Linked DNA regions of Sminthopsis crassicaudata: region 2 is linked to region 1. A link is a contact called in public Hi-C data. All regions are on one chromosome and are shown on one strand. The core of a region is the stretch at or near the end of the contact, and the rest is flanking DNA. Distances in the headings are between cores, read along the strand shown.

Region 1 (3,336 bases), core at 106-2,605:
ACACTTATTTCCAAGATTTCCAAGATCTATAAAGAACTGGTTCATATGTATAAGAATAATAGAAAGATTTATATGTATAAGAATTAATAGAAAAAATGGTAGAAGGATATGGACAGTTCTAAAAGAAAAAAAATCTTAAGTTATCAACAGCCATACCAAAAAAAAAAAAAAGTTCAAATTACAGTAATAACAGAAATATTGTAAAGCAACGCTGAAACTCACTCTCATACCCATAATTTTTTAAAAGATGACAAAACAGGAAAAAGATAAGTGATGGATAGCTGTGGGGAAATAACCACATAAATGCACAGTCGCTAATTTAGAAAGCAATTTGGAACTTTTCCCAAAAAGACACATAACCCGTACATTTCCTGCTCTTAAGTTCCTTATTTCTCTCAGGGGCACCATCAAGTTCCCAAAGTTCACAGTCTAGGAATCATTCTTTGAGCTCAATGTTACATCAGACACACATTAGCTGTGTGATCCTGTACAAGTCATTCACTCCTTTTCCTCATTTGTAAAATTGGGATCCTAGCATCCACCTCATAAGATTGTCAAAGATCAGATGATATAACATGTAAAACACTTTATAAACCAGCTGTTAGGATATATAAAATCAAATGATACAGCATATAAATGCTATCATCAGTCATAATGAAATTTTTAAAAAGGTGTCTGCTTTGTTGCTGCAATTTTCTGTCTCACTTAGAGCTGAAATATACTTGTATGTTGTCTTCCCCATCAGAATATGAGGGCTGCAAGAGCAGTCAGTTTTTGTATTTCCCTGAGCCCTTAGAAAACAATAAGAGATTAATAAATGTTCATTCATTCATTCATAAAACATTCTTCTCTCTATCTTAGTCTCCTAAAAAACAATAAGAGTTTAATAAATTTTCATTCATATAACATTCTTCTCTCTATCCCATAGTCTCCTAAAAAACAATAAGCGCTTAATAAATGTTCATTCATTCATTCATAAAACATTCTTCTCTCTATCCCATAGTCTCCACTCTTTCTTTCCCTTCTCCCATTTCTCTCCAGGCAGCCTCTTCCACCTCGTACCTCACTTTATCCCTCTTTTCCTTTCCCTTTCCCCTAAGCCTTCCCTTCTACGCTCTCCCTCTGCAATACCCACTACCCAAAAAGTCCCCCAAACTTGCACTGATTCAGAGCCCGGCATCGCCAAAACTGAGCCGGATTCTACCACTGCTCCCCCGGGGGGAGTGGAGCGGAAATTCTCTCACCCCTCGAAGAAATGGTTCATTCTCCAAAACAGTCCTCATCTTTTTTGCTGCTCTTAGCTGTGATTGGTTCCGTGGGGACCAAAGCATTTTCCGTCACTTCCGAGAAACGACTGGCGGGAGATTCTATTGGTAGAAACCGAGGAAGTAAAGCAACGGATTTCGAAGTGAGCGAATTTGTTTGGGTTCGGAGGGGGACGCGGTTGGCTTTCGCCCTGGGGCTCCCAGGCCTGTCGCACTTGACGGTCTGGACTGGAAGGACCGGATAGCAGAGGTCCCCCGGGCAGCTTGTTCCCCTCAGTCTTAGGAAGGGGAGGCCTTGTGGGCGTTCGTCTCTCAGTTTCCCCGGATAAGACGAGACGCTGGAGGGAACCGCAGGGGCGGTCTAGCTCCGGCTCCTTATTTTACACCTGGGAAACGTGAGACCCGAGAGAGACGGGTTGCCCAAGGTCGCCCTTCTAAGCGCTAGGATTTGACTTCCTTAGACAGCACAGTTTGCACTCTACCGTACGTCTCCGGGAAACCTGCTTCCACCGTAAAGGAAAATTACAAAACGCCCGTTTGCTGAGCGAGCCGTAGGCCCTAGGTGAGTTATTCTCTCTGGTAGAGGGGGAGGGAGGAGATATTTGCATTAACCACCCCCTCACTTCGCTGTTTGAGAGCCTTTTATGCCATGGACCTCTGGGATAGTCAGATAATACCGATGGGCCTTTTCTCAGAAGGATGTTTTTTAAATGCGTCAAATGAAACCCGCAGCATCGCAGAGGAAATCAGTCATGTTGAATTAGTTATCAGAGTTTTAAAGCAAGAAAAAAAAATTCACACACCCTAAGTTAAGGAAGCGTGCCTTCTGTCTCAGGAGATTTAAGGCTCCCAAGCCATCCTCTTGCAGAGCTGAGAGATCCACAAGTAGATATTACACATATTTTCAGTATTTTTCTGTGTATCCTGATTTTCTCCTCTTTTTGTCTTTAAAAATAAACTGTTACATAAAGTGGCTTTCTGGGAGGGAAGGGGAGGAGAGATGCTGGTGAAATGTGGTGATGATAAAAGCCATCAAAAATTATTTTTAAAGAATTATGAGGAAAAGTTGCATGAAAGAGAAACTCAAAATTGGGCTTTGGAAAAAAGTAGGGACTTCAATAGGAGATGGTTGTGGAATGATAATTAGAATAGAAAGAAGTTTAGTGTGACTGGAGCTATAAATATGTGAGTATGGAATTACAAAGCTGAAGAGATAGGATGTACCTTTGTTGTTAATCTTGAATAAGTTTATTATTTATTTTGTAGGAAACATAGAGTCACCAAAAATTTGTGAAATAAAGGAGTGACTTGATGAAGGCACTTTGGAAATATTTTTTGTCCAGGCTTGGAATTTTCTGGGTTAGAGAACCCATGATAAGAATTTGCAGTCCAATGTAAAGAGTCTTGCAAGAACCATCAAAAGGTATGTGACGGAAGTGAGACTTGAACCCAGCTCTTCCTGACACTGAGGCTGCCTTCTCTTGGGAAAAGTATTCCATATAAAGGATAGGTTAGAAATCGGAATACATTGCAGGCAGTTGTGCTAATTAAGAGACTTTTTGATGATCTGGGCAAGAAAATATGACCTCAGATGGTTGCAATGGAAGCAAAAAGAATGGCATGAACAGGAGAGATAATGTCAGCAATGACATTACCTGGGAACTGATTGGATATAGCTCACTTTTATACTAATTGGTTGAAAATTCAAATCCACCTCTAATACTAACCACCTGTGTGACTTTAGAAAAGGCATTGAAAAACTCTCTTGGCTTGAGTCCTCTCATCTGTAAAATTAGAATGCACTATAGCTAAGATTCTTAACCATTTTTGTTTCATGGATGCCTTTAGGAGTCTGTTGAAACCTATAGACTTGTTCATAGAATTTTTAAATTCATAGATACATAAAAATATGTATAAAAAATATTGAAATAATAATGTGACTTTTTTTTTCCTCCATTAAAATTCATGGACTTCCTGAAATCTATCTACATACCCTTTTTAATCCTTAATCTAAGATTTGATTATCTGAGATATAGCTTCTAGGTATATGGGGTGTTCAAAAGGACTAGCA
Region 2 (3,499 bases), core at 628-3,127, 160 kb after region 1:
AAGGATGGAAAGAAAGGGGGGTGAAAGGTGATGAAACAGGTGAGCAGGAGAAAAAGTAAAATTTAGAGTATAGAAAGGGAAGAGACAAACGTGAGAAGCTCCATACAAAAGTTGAGAGAGAAATCCAGAGAAACAGACAAGAGAAATAAAGGGGGTGAAAAGGCAACGCCATTCTAGAAATAGTAAAACTTTCCCAAATTTAAAAAGATACTCACTCCTGCCCACAACCCCTACACACACACACACACACACACACACACACACACACACACCCCGTCTTTATAAATCTGAATAGATTTTCCATTTGTTGCATCAGTCATAAATATTATATAACAAACCCTTTCAGCCCTGAAGGTATTTTGTGAAATGAATCCAATGTGGTTTTGAGAAAATGAAAACCAACTCTCCCCCCCCCCCCCCCCATCGATCCCACTGTGAAATTTCGGGGAATTTTTAAGAGTTAATGCTAGTCTAAAATGTAGAAATGTCTTGTCCTCTTGACATTCCAAAAAGGGGTGTGGTGGCCAACTCAAGTCATCCCTAGGGTTTACGACTTACGAAAAATCGTCCACTTCTGCTCTGGAACAAGCCAGTTGTTTATTTAAAGAAATATATTTATTAGGCTAGTACCCATAATGATTCCTACAAGAGCCAGTATCACAAAACTTAAATGATCTTTTGCCGGGTTAAATGGGTCAGGGGGGGAGGGGGGAGTGAAACCCGGCTTATTCGTCCGTTTACCTAAAACTGCGCTCGCTGCCTCATCCCTGTCCCTCCACACCAGTAAGTAACGGCAAATTAAGGTTAATAGCATTTGCAGCTATTCCGATCCCCACCATGCAAAGCGCAGCCAGGGCTTCCCTCATCCATCTGCACGCCAGATCCGTTACTTGTGCCTACTGGTCACTGCGACCGGGAACTGCTGGTTCTCACCTGGCAGCGGCGTGAAACTGTTCCAACGTAGATTCTCACACACAGACACACACACACACACACACACACACACAGGCGCACCACATCTCAGTCAGGGAGAACGGAACATCCTGAACAAAAATGCTGCTTCTCCCTTCGGAAGGGCCAGTGCCACCGACACGTGAACTACTTCTGCCTGGCACAGCGCTCGCCTCTAAGGACACTGTCACCTCCAGGGAGCAGAGGGGAGCAGAGCGGCTCCGCACGCAGCCCTAGAAGCCGCACAAAACTTCACCCACCCAGAGACAATCTCATCTCCGACAATGAGTTGGCCGCTTCCAACCTCGACATCAAAGCGTGCTAAAGTCGCAGTCACAGAAATGCATCCTCTTCATTTCTCGCCGCGCATCCTTCCCACTCAGAGAACTGTGCATGCAGGGGCCAGGGTTGCCTGAGGAGGACGGTGCAGACGCAGCTAACTCTGGCTCAGTCTCATTTCCCAAAAGCAGTTCTCTCCATCCTCCCCAACGCCCCTCCCCCATGCCCAAAGAGGGATGAGAAGTGGGGTCCCCTTGGGAGTGCGCAGCACCCGTCTTCTCCAGGAAGGTTACTGGAGTTGCTCTTCGCAATGGCCACATCGCTAGTGCATTTTTATGTTTCTCATCAGTGACTCCCCAACCCCGTCACTCCACCTCTCCCCAAAGAAAGAGATCAGAAGAAGGCACAAGTTGGTAGGAACCATTTCAATAAATCATTGCAACTCACCTGGTTTGGGATTTGTCCCCCCACCCCAGGCATAAACAGAAACAATGTGTGAGTGAAGCAATCACCCACACATGGGATGGTGCTGCGATGCCCCAGCTCCTATGTCCTAGAGTTGGAGTCAGTCCCCGCCAGGGCTCTAAGCTCAGCAAGAGCAAGCAGCAATAGCAGGAGGAGCAGCAAGCAGAAGGGGGATAGACCTTAGCACAATGAATGCAGTGGGGTTTTTTTCAATGACATCATCCCTCTGGCCAAAAGGCCCCAATAGCCATGCTCCAGACCAAGGCATTGTGGGAAAAGTAGTTCCACAGTCCTAGCTCAAGAGAGCGCTGGGTCAGCTGCTGGAACTACCATATCCGGCATGCATAGCAGCCGGGCGCACCCTGGGCTGACTGAGGGAGCGGGTGGCCTTGGCGGCCATGTTAGATCCGCACACACACGGAGGCAGCTGCGGAGCCGGGAGGATGACGGGGCCCAGTGAGCGAGCGAGGGTACGCCGTGGGTCGGGGGAAGAGACCGTGGGCTTAAGGGGAGAACTGGGCGGCTTGCCTAGGGCTTCCCGCCACTGAGGCCAAGTTCCTCAGGCCCCAAACTTGGGGCGGATAGTGATCGGGCCCGGTCCGGAACTCGGCGGGATGATCTTCTCACTTGGGCCCGGGGATCCAAGGATTAGGGTAGGCCTCGTTTCCCTACGAGAGGCTGGAGCGGCCTGATTCCAGGCCTTGTTGATTCCCGGGTTCGGGACGGGGATGGATCCGGAGGCCCCCTCCGTCAGCCAGGGAGAAGCGGGGGCGACTCCGTCCCCTTTCCGTCTCGAGGCCGCCTCCGCCCTGGCATGCCGCGCTTGCGGCCTCCGCTCTGCCCAGGTTCTTAGTGAGATGTTTATCTCCCCGGCTCCTGCTCCTCCCTCCCCCTTGGGAGGTTTCTGGGCCTTTCCACGAATTTTTTAATCTTATCTGGGATTCCTCCATTTCTCCCCTCCTTCAAAGGAGAGAAAAGAAAACAAAGAAGACTAAGAGACTACGATAGCCTTTGTACCACGGGATCAGGTTTGATCGGCGGCCAGCTAGATAGCGAAAGCCCTGCATTCGGGTGGGGTGGGGGAGGGGAAGATTGAGGTGTGTAATTGAGATACCCTCGGGCTCTTGCCTATCAGCAAATGGAGGCTGATTTGATTTATTCCTTTAGTAATGACGTAGGAGGGTAGCTGATTCGGTGGAGATTTTTCATCCATAATACCTGTTATTACAACGGGAAAGTAAATCTGAGAGGGAGGGAGGGCGTAGGCAGACTAGTGATGTAATATTTAATTCTCCACCTTTGAAAACTGTTCCAGGTTAAATTTAGGACTCCCAAATTCTGGTGACTGTTGGAGGGCCGATTTTGCTAAAAGATAATAGTAGAAACTAAAGTGAACTATGCTGAATTATCTTTTTCAGTTACATTATTAAAATCACTGTTTTTGTTCTTTTTCAGAGTTTGTCAGCACAATGGAAATGGAATGAAATTTCTTTTCATCTTAAGGGTTTCTGAACGAAGACCCATCTAATCTTTCTCTCCTTTATACTCCTATTCTAAAAAGACAAAAGCATTTTTGAATCAATAAAAGGGCATACTTTAGATCTTGGGAATAGCTGAATAAATAAAACGTATAATTGAGGTTATTTTTGGGAAATGAGATAAAGTGAGATTAAAAGTGAAAAGCTAGAAGAAAACATTTGGAAACTAACTAAAAGCTCTTTCTTTCAGATGTATGCAGTGATAAAACAGGTTGCCTTTTTAAAATGTCGAAATTTGGGGAACAACACAACGAATGGGCTTTTCT

The links. Hi-C and Micro-C count contacts between places; a contact is called where the count stands out from the background.
Region 2: a contact with region 1 is called in a Hi-C map of hippocampus, with 3 times the contacts expected there. The contact joins the promoter of RAB30 here to the promoter of DDIAS in region 1. A contact is called at or near these places in 2 of 2 Hi-C or Micro-C datasets (fibroblasts and hippocampus).

Annotation. Positions count from the first base shown.
Region 1 is chr3:552,808,654-552,811,989 of ASM4859323v1, forward strand. It overlaps DDIAS (DNA damage induced apoptosis suppressor), which reads left to right and starts at 1,356. Exons shown (of 6, transcript XM_074304566.1): 1 at 1,356-1,827; 2 at 2,532-2,688.
Region 2 is chr3:552,968,293-552,971,791 of ASM4859323v1, forward strand. RAB30 (RAB30, member RAS oncogene family) reads right to left here and starts at 1,878. Exons shown (of 5, transcript XM_074304570.1): 1 at 1,678-1,878.